Linked DNA regions of Mus musculus: region 1 is linked to region 2. Evidence: chromatin contacts called from public Micro-C data. All regions are on one chromosome and are shown on one strand. Each heading gives the region's core, a stretch centred on a gene start, on an enhancer-like site or on the middle of the called end of the contact. The rest is flanking DNA. Distances are from core to core; before and after follow the strand shown.

Evidence for each region. Hi-C and Micro-C count contacts between places; a contact is called where the count stands out from the background.
Region 1: a contact with region 2 is called in a Micro-C map of embryonic stem cells, with 2.7 times the contacts expected there. The contact joins the promoter of Shisa3 here to the promoter of Slc30a9 in region 2. A contact is called at or near these places in 8 of 39 promoter capture datasets (cranial neural crest, embryonic stem cells, hippocampal neurons and 4 more), 1 of 484 Hi-C or Micro-C datasets (embryonic stem cells), 2 of 115 datasets of contacts at active chromatin or transcription factors (large pre-B cells and memory CD8 T cells) and 1 of 9 other capture datasets (adipose tissue).

What each region holds. Positions count from the first base shown.
Region 1 is chr5:67,605,801-67,609,189 of GRCm38.p6, forward strand. Shisa3 (shisa family member 3) reads left to right here and starts at 2,083. Exons shown (of 2, transcript NM_001033415.3): 1 at 2,083-2,884. The coding sequence starts at 2,608.
Region 2 is chr5:67,305,420-67,308,782 of GRCm38.p6, forward strand. It overlaps Slc30a9 (solute carrier family 30 (zinc transporter), member 9), which reads left to right and starts at 1,536. Exons shown (of 18, transcript NM_178651.4): 1 at 1,536-1,778. The coding sequence starts at 1,676. RefSeq lists a cis regulatory region at 1,184-1,907.

The DNA.
Region 1 (3,389 bases), core at 833-3,332, 300 kb after region 2:
ACCTGAGGGGCTGCTTATTGTAACCTGAAATCAGTCTGGATCCAGGACGCAAGAGAGAAAAGCACAATGCACGGTTGTTTTAGTGTTTGCAACTTCTCAGATTTATGGAGTATCAACTTATTTAGAAGTTTGGTTATTTTCCATTAGCAAATATCATCCAACTAAATTTGAGCAGAGCACCCTCTGAATAAGTCAAATAGACAAGGGCTCTAAATGAGGAAATTAATTATAGCCAGTGTCCCAGGGAAAAGAACCCCTCTGTGGCACAGAGAAATGTAATTAATGGGAGGGAAGTGCCAACAAATCACTCCTTAAAATATTAACGCTATCAAAGAACAGCTGGAGAAGGAGGAAACTTGACCCTTGGGGGACTGATGGAGGGGCCGTGGCTGCTGTACAGTTTCACACAGTTGTGATGTAATGAAATTCCTCAAATCGTAACTTAAAAAAAAAAAGATATTAAGTAGTGTGGCTCTGGAAAAGTTATTAAGCGTTAGTGTGTCTTCGAGTTTGATTATTTTATTATGATCCTTGTAGCTCATATTTGCTGTGGTTTTAAATCTTTTTCTCTTTATTTTCCTGAAAACAAAACCAACCTCCCTGCTGCCCCTAAAAAACTGGTTTGGTTTTTTGTTGTTTTTTGTTTGTTTGTTTGTTTGTTTTAAGCAGCCTGAAAGCCCGGTGACAGCATTTTTTTTCCTATATAAATAAAAATCCATTAACCACGAAATTTCTACTCCACATGCTTCAATTAAATTCTTAGTTAAGGAAATTTGTTTGCCTAAATGTAATTTGGCTTTACTTAACAGTTTGATAACTTATTATTGCCCCCCAAACATTTATTGTGGAGCAATGCAGTTATAATTTTACACAGTCCTACTCAGTAGTGGCGTGTTGGGTATTTATTTTTATATTTAAATAACAATCTCAATATTTAAGACCTGAAGCTAGGAGTGGTTCTTTACCCGGGATGGAATTTAATTTAGATACTTAAAAATAAACCGTTTTATTCAGCACCGAAGTTTTTCTAGAAGCCTCTGGGACCGTGGGCAAGCTGCGGGTGTAATAAATACTTCTGACCGCGTATACTTGTGTTGGCGGTGCTCTGACAAGTTCTTCCATTTGTTTCAGGAGACTTGCTAATATCTAAATCGGTGACAGGGTGTTCAAAGCGTTTGACAAACCGTGTGGCTGAGACGAACGTCCTCACACGTACCGAACCAATAAACCCCGGAGAGGAAACACAGGTTGCAATAAAAATAAAGTCTTGAGGTTAGCACCGGTTTCACGTAACTCTGGCTTCACAAGGCTCTCCCTCGGCTAGAGGAGCCATGCCCTGCAAACAGCCCACAGGGGACACATCATTTAAATAAATGTGTTTCTTTGCCCGAACAGAAGTTCAGATAGGCTCGATTATCATTAATTCTGCTCTTTTATTTCCTTTGCGGGCGCGGAACACCGAAATCCTGGCCTTTGAAGTGAGGCTGGCGGGGCTGACCCGGGTCCTCCCCGGCGCCGGCTCAGCGGTGCGGGAAGGAGGCGCCTGAGCGTGAACTCGTGGAAGCTGGAAAGGAGGGGTGAAGGGGTGGGAGTGAGGTGCAAATGTTGGTGACCCTAAAAATCAGGTTATCGGAATCGAACGAATCCTCAGAATCGGCGGCCCAGGGACAAACTGAGTCTGTGCACAAGCCGACAGAACAGTTAGGGGACTTCAGACGCCACGCTCGTTTTTTAAAAGAAACCCGTGGAACTCAAGCGCGGCGCAAGTCCCCTCGTGAGCTGGCAGGCGTGGACGGAAGCGGGACCGTAGTCTTCCTCATCCTTCTGCAGGTTTTCCCCTGGCTATGTGACAGCTAGGTGGCAGGCTCGGCCTGGTCCCCTCGGGGTCACCGCCAAGGCCCGGGGTAGCGCCGTGGGTGGGGGCGGAGGGGAGACGCGCGTGAACCTGCGGGCGTGCGGACCGCATCGCGGTGCACCCGCTGTGATTAGCTCGCGCGGCGACCCCGGAGGGCGGACTTTCCTCACCCTCGAGTCTCCTCCTCCCTCTGCCTTTTTAAGGGACGCCCTCCAGGCAGAGCTGTCAGCCACCCCAGGCCCTCTGCACTTGGCCGCGACTGGGCTGTCTCCCGCCTGCGTGACAGTCAGGGGCGGGAGCGGAATTAGCCGTTGGTCCCCGAGACCTGCACGTGGAGAGCCAAGCTCAGTTCCCGGCTCTGCCGGGTACCGGGCGACAGCCCACGATTGGGACATTGCCCGGCCCTGGAGTTGGTCGTTCAGGGCTCGACGGCCCGCAAGAATAGCGGCCTGGCCCCGGGTGCTCCTAGCGCGATGAGCCTGGCTAAAGGCGGCCGCTGCTTCAGTCGCAGCCTACGCGGTGGCCTCCCGCGATCCCTGGTCCCCTCACCCTCGCGCACCATGCTGTCCTCCGGCCAGCGGAGCCCGCAGAGCAGCCCACGCCTCCTGCCCAGCCGCTGCTAACCCACGAGAACGCGTTCTTGACCGGGAGGTCAACCGGCCGCGTGGTGCCTCGGGGAGGCGGAACCTTGGTCCCCCGGAGCTCCGGCTCCGCCCTCGGATTCTCCAGCTGCCACCGGGCGCGGGGCGGCGATGGGGGCGCTGCTGGCGTTCTGTCTGCTCGTGGGCTTGCTACGTTGGGGCCCGGCGGGCGCGCAGCAGCCTGGGGAATACTGCCACGGCTGGGTGGACGCGCAGGGCAACTATCACGAGGGGTTCCAGTGCCCCGAGGACTTCGACACGCAGGACGCCACCATCTGCTGCGGCTCGTGTGCGCTGCGCTACTGCTGCGCGGCAGCCGACGCCAGGTTGGAGCAGGGGGGCTGCACCAACGACCGCGGAGAGCTGGAGCATCCTGGCATCACCGCGCGTAAGTGCGGCATCCCTGGGCGGACATGGCTCGCCCACCCGACACAGGCACGCCTTACTAGCTCGGGCCACAAAGTGGACCACCTCTGGGTCTGGGGATTGAAGAAAAAGAGGGTGATCGTATTTCAGGTCAGGGGTCCTATCGCTTTGCAGTTTGGGTCCCGGCTGCACGTGATGCCCATGGTTCGGCCCTAGGGAAAGTTTGCAAGGGTTCGCAGGAACTGCTGGTCTGGCGGGAACCTGGTGCTTCTAGGGTAGACAGCTGGAGCTAGGTTGGGTTTCCTGGGCGCTCTGGTCAAGTGGGGGAACTCCGGAAGTGCGGGTGCCAGGGAACTCGACTCTGATCACCCCCTTATTTTCTTTTGTCGAGTAGTAGCATTTCGTCACTCTTCCAACTTCCTTACAATTCTCTGCATCCAATTACCCTCTCTAGTCCACCCCCTATTGTCACGCTTTTCAGAAACACCCAAGTCTTTGGAGGTGAGGATTTAAAATTCCGGGTCACA
Region 2 (3,363 bases), core at 286-2,785:
AACAAACAAACAAACAAACAAAACAAAACAAAACAAAACCCAAAAAACAAGGTACAGAAGTTTAAAGGGCAAGGAAGGCTCACGAGGCAAAGTATATCAGCTGATGGGTCCTGAGTAAGGTAAGGAAAGTGTCGGGATGCATGGTGAACAGGGGAATTTCAGGACATCGAGATAACAGAGCATGAGTGTTATAACTTTTTAGCTTATTAGAAGCATTCTTCACTGTCAGCCACAAAAACCACAGTGAGCTCATATGTAGGTGCAGGAAGGGCTGTCCGGTGGTCAGCTCTAACTCAAGCCGTTTTACACAGAACAGTTCGTGTTGACCTTTGATTTGATGGAATTTCTTAAGATTAGCAAACCTCATACATAACATTCAGAACATACAGGACAAAACCATGGTTATGTGGTCAGCATGTTCTTGAGCCAAGTCACTTCTTGGTCAGTGAGTGGCAGGCATGTTAGAGTAGTAATATAACTGGCAAGCATGGAACAAAATGGCTACAGTTATGGGGGAAGGGGTGTCAGACCATAATATATTTATCCAAATAGCTGCAATAGCCTTTTACTAGAGACCACAACCTTGTTAGCCATGGGCTTTTGACCTGCTTAACCTTACCAGAGGTGGATTCCCTCCTGTGAAGGGAGCCTCAAGTCCACTCAAAGTGGTGGGTTTCCTCCCCATTTACTGATTTGCACTCATTTTCTTTATTTTTTTATTAGATATTTTCTTTATATACATTTCAAATGATATCCCGAAAGTTCCCTATACCTTCCCTCGGCCCTGTGCACTCATTTTCCATTTAAAATTTTATTTTACAGTACTTTCACTAAGCGATTTAAATTAATCTTTAAAACAACTGGACATGCATCCCATTCTATTTATCTGGCCAGACAGGTATTGACTTAGCCCCTGGAATATAGTAGTATACGTATACTGCACAGGATCCAGTGTCCATATAGCTATTCTCTATTCCGGGGGGACAATAATTTCAGTAGTGGTATTTTGAAGAAAAGTGTACAGGGTAACTATTTAAAAATGAGAACCACGTTAATTATAATTAGGGTGGTGAAAGAAGGCTTAAGCTAAGAACTGAATGAACCTGACATGGTAATGGTTAAAACAGGCGAATGTGTTCAGGTTTCTTTCTCTCTGGGACCAGGCTGTTTGAAAAACTGCTCCATCTTCGCGTACACATAGTACCGCGACTTCAAATTTTATGCACGCCTCTAATTTTGTTATACTACGACCGAGAAGCGGAGGTTGAGTGATCAGCAAGGTGACCACGGTGTTGGACAGAGCGGTGCCGAGGGTTCAAAAGGAAAGGGGACAGAGGCTTAAACCCTGCCTTCTCCTCCTGCTTCCCACGCCCCGGCGGCGCTTCGTAAGACTGTCTCCCGGGACACGACACGGACTCACAAATGCCCAGCACAGTCGGCAGCGCACACCGTCCTGGCCCGGTGCTGGCCAGAAGCACCGCCCACCCCGCCCCCGCTGGCATATTCCGTCACTTCCGCTGTCGCGCCACACCCCCATGACTTCCGGGTCGCCGAGGCCGCCGGCCGCGGCGCACACATCCGTGCTCGCCGGGGTCCGGTCTATGGAGTCAGTTGGCGCGGCAGGCGGCTCGGAGGCAGGAGGTGGTGTCCGAGTGGGGGCCTCTGCCCCGCCAGGATGTTTCCGGGCTTGGCCGCCGCCGCCGCGGCGCACAGGTGCAGCTGGGCGGCGCTGTGCAGGCTCGGTGGCGGCCGGGCAGCGACCCGCGGCCGCAGCCAGGGTGAGTGACGGACCGGTGGAGGCCGCGCCTGGCCTCGGCAGTTGGCCCGCCCGCTTGCCCTTCTCCAACCCAGACAGAGCCTGCCGGTCTCGCAAGGTCCTCACAGGTGTCCCCGCGAGCCGCGGCTACCGGGGAGCGGCCAACCCGCGTAGGGACACCCTGAGGCGGACCTCCAGACCCGGAGGTCTTAGGGCACATCGCGGTGACCCAGGGTGACCCAAACAGGCCGTGGGAAATGGCGGATTCCACCAGCTTGGAGGGTCCCCTTGGGCCGCCGCCGCAGTTCTGTTGCTGCTTAGGTTGAGTGAGGTACTCCTGCGCTACACTTTTTCTTAGTGCCATCCCGTTTTCTTAAATCTCCCTAAATCAAAGTGGATGTCACATACGGATCTTAAGGTGAGGGCTTCTCACAGTTATCGAATGGGCATAGTCTGGGGGACAGGAAACCCACCGAAGTTTGCGGTTATATCGAACAATCCTTTTGGTGACAAAAGTGTCTCCTGAAACTGTACATAAATAACCCTGGGCGCAGGGTGGGATTGAGAGTTTTCATCTTCGTCAGCATTGCTTTCTCAGTCAGATTCAAGTTATTGGAGAGTTTCTAAAGTAGCATCAAACGTGTAAGTCCTGTTTCTGTTCACCTCCCTTGTTCCCGTAGCTTGACACGGAGGACTGCTAGCAGAGCCCAGGAGAGGACAGGACCAAATCCACCGCTAACCCGAGCCCCTCAGGTTCTTGGGATTTGCAAAGAGTGGTTACAGAAACGTTTCTCAAACATTCACAGTCACCCTTCAAAAACTTGGATCGGAAGGCAAAAGCTGCAGCCATTCAGGTTTTTTGATAAAAGCGGTCACACACTCCTGTGCTGGGCAGATAAAGTAGAATATATTCATACCGTATTAAAAGCTGGTTTCTAAGGTTGCAAAAGAATTGATTGCAATACACTGTTTTAGTTTGTTGTTAATGACAGAATACTGTAGCTAGTTTTCCCATGGTGGCGGTATGCCACTTATGAACAGAATGGGCCCTCTGTTTAAAACTCCAAATAAACTTCAACATATTACACAGAAATATATATACATATAGTGGCTGTTAAATGTTGTCCAAAGTGCCCCTTCAGTGTTGGTGAGGTGAGTTGCAGTAGTGTAATTTGTAATTCTTATTCTGGGTAGCTGTCACTGGGCCTAAAATGCTGGGCTCTTTGTCCCATTCTCTGTAGCTCAGATAGTAATTAGTCTCTTCATTTAGGACTACTTTGCAGAGTTCTTTTAGGATGTTTATTACTACAAAAAATTTAGTGTTTTTAACACTTAACACCTTTTTAAATTTGAAACATCACCTTGGTGGAAGTTTTGTTACGGTATTTGAAAGAGCAATCAAAACTATGGTTAAATTTAAAAATCATTTGGAGAAAGTGTGCTATTTAAGTTGGATGCATATTACAAGAAAAACTATTTGAAGCTTTTTGTCTTGTTTTTGTTTGTTTGTTTATGTTTTGGGGGAGAGGGAGTTGGGGATCCAAAGCCAGATGATTTTCTTTGAGAAGAAATAAAGTTTAGTTTCTTCTTCTAGAATGCTTACCTGT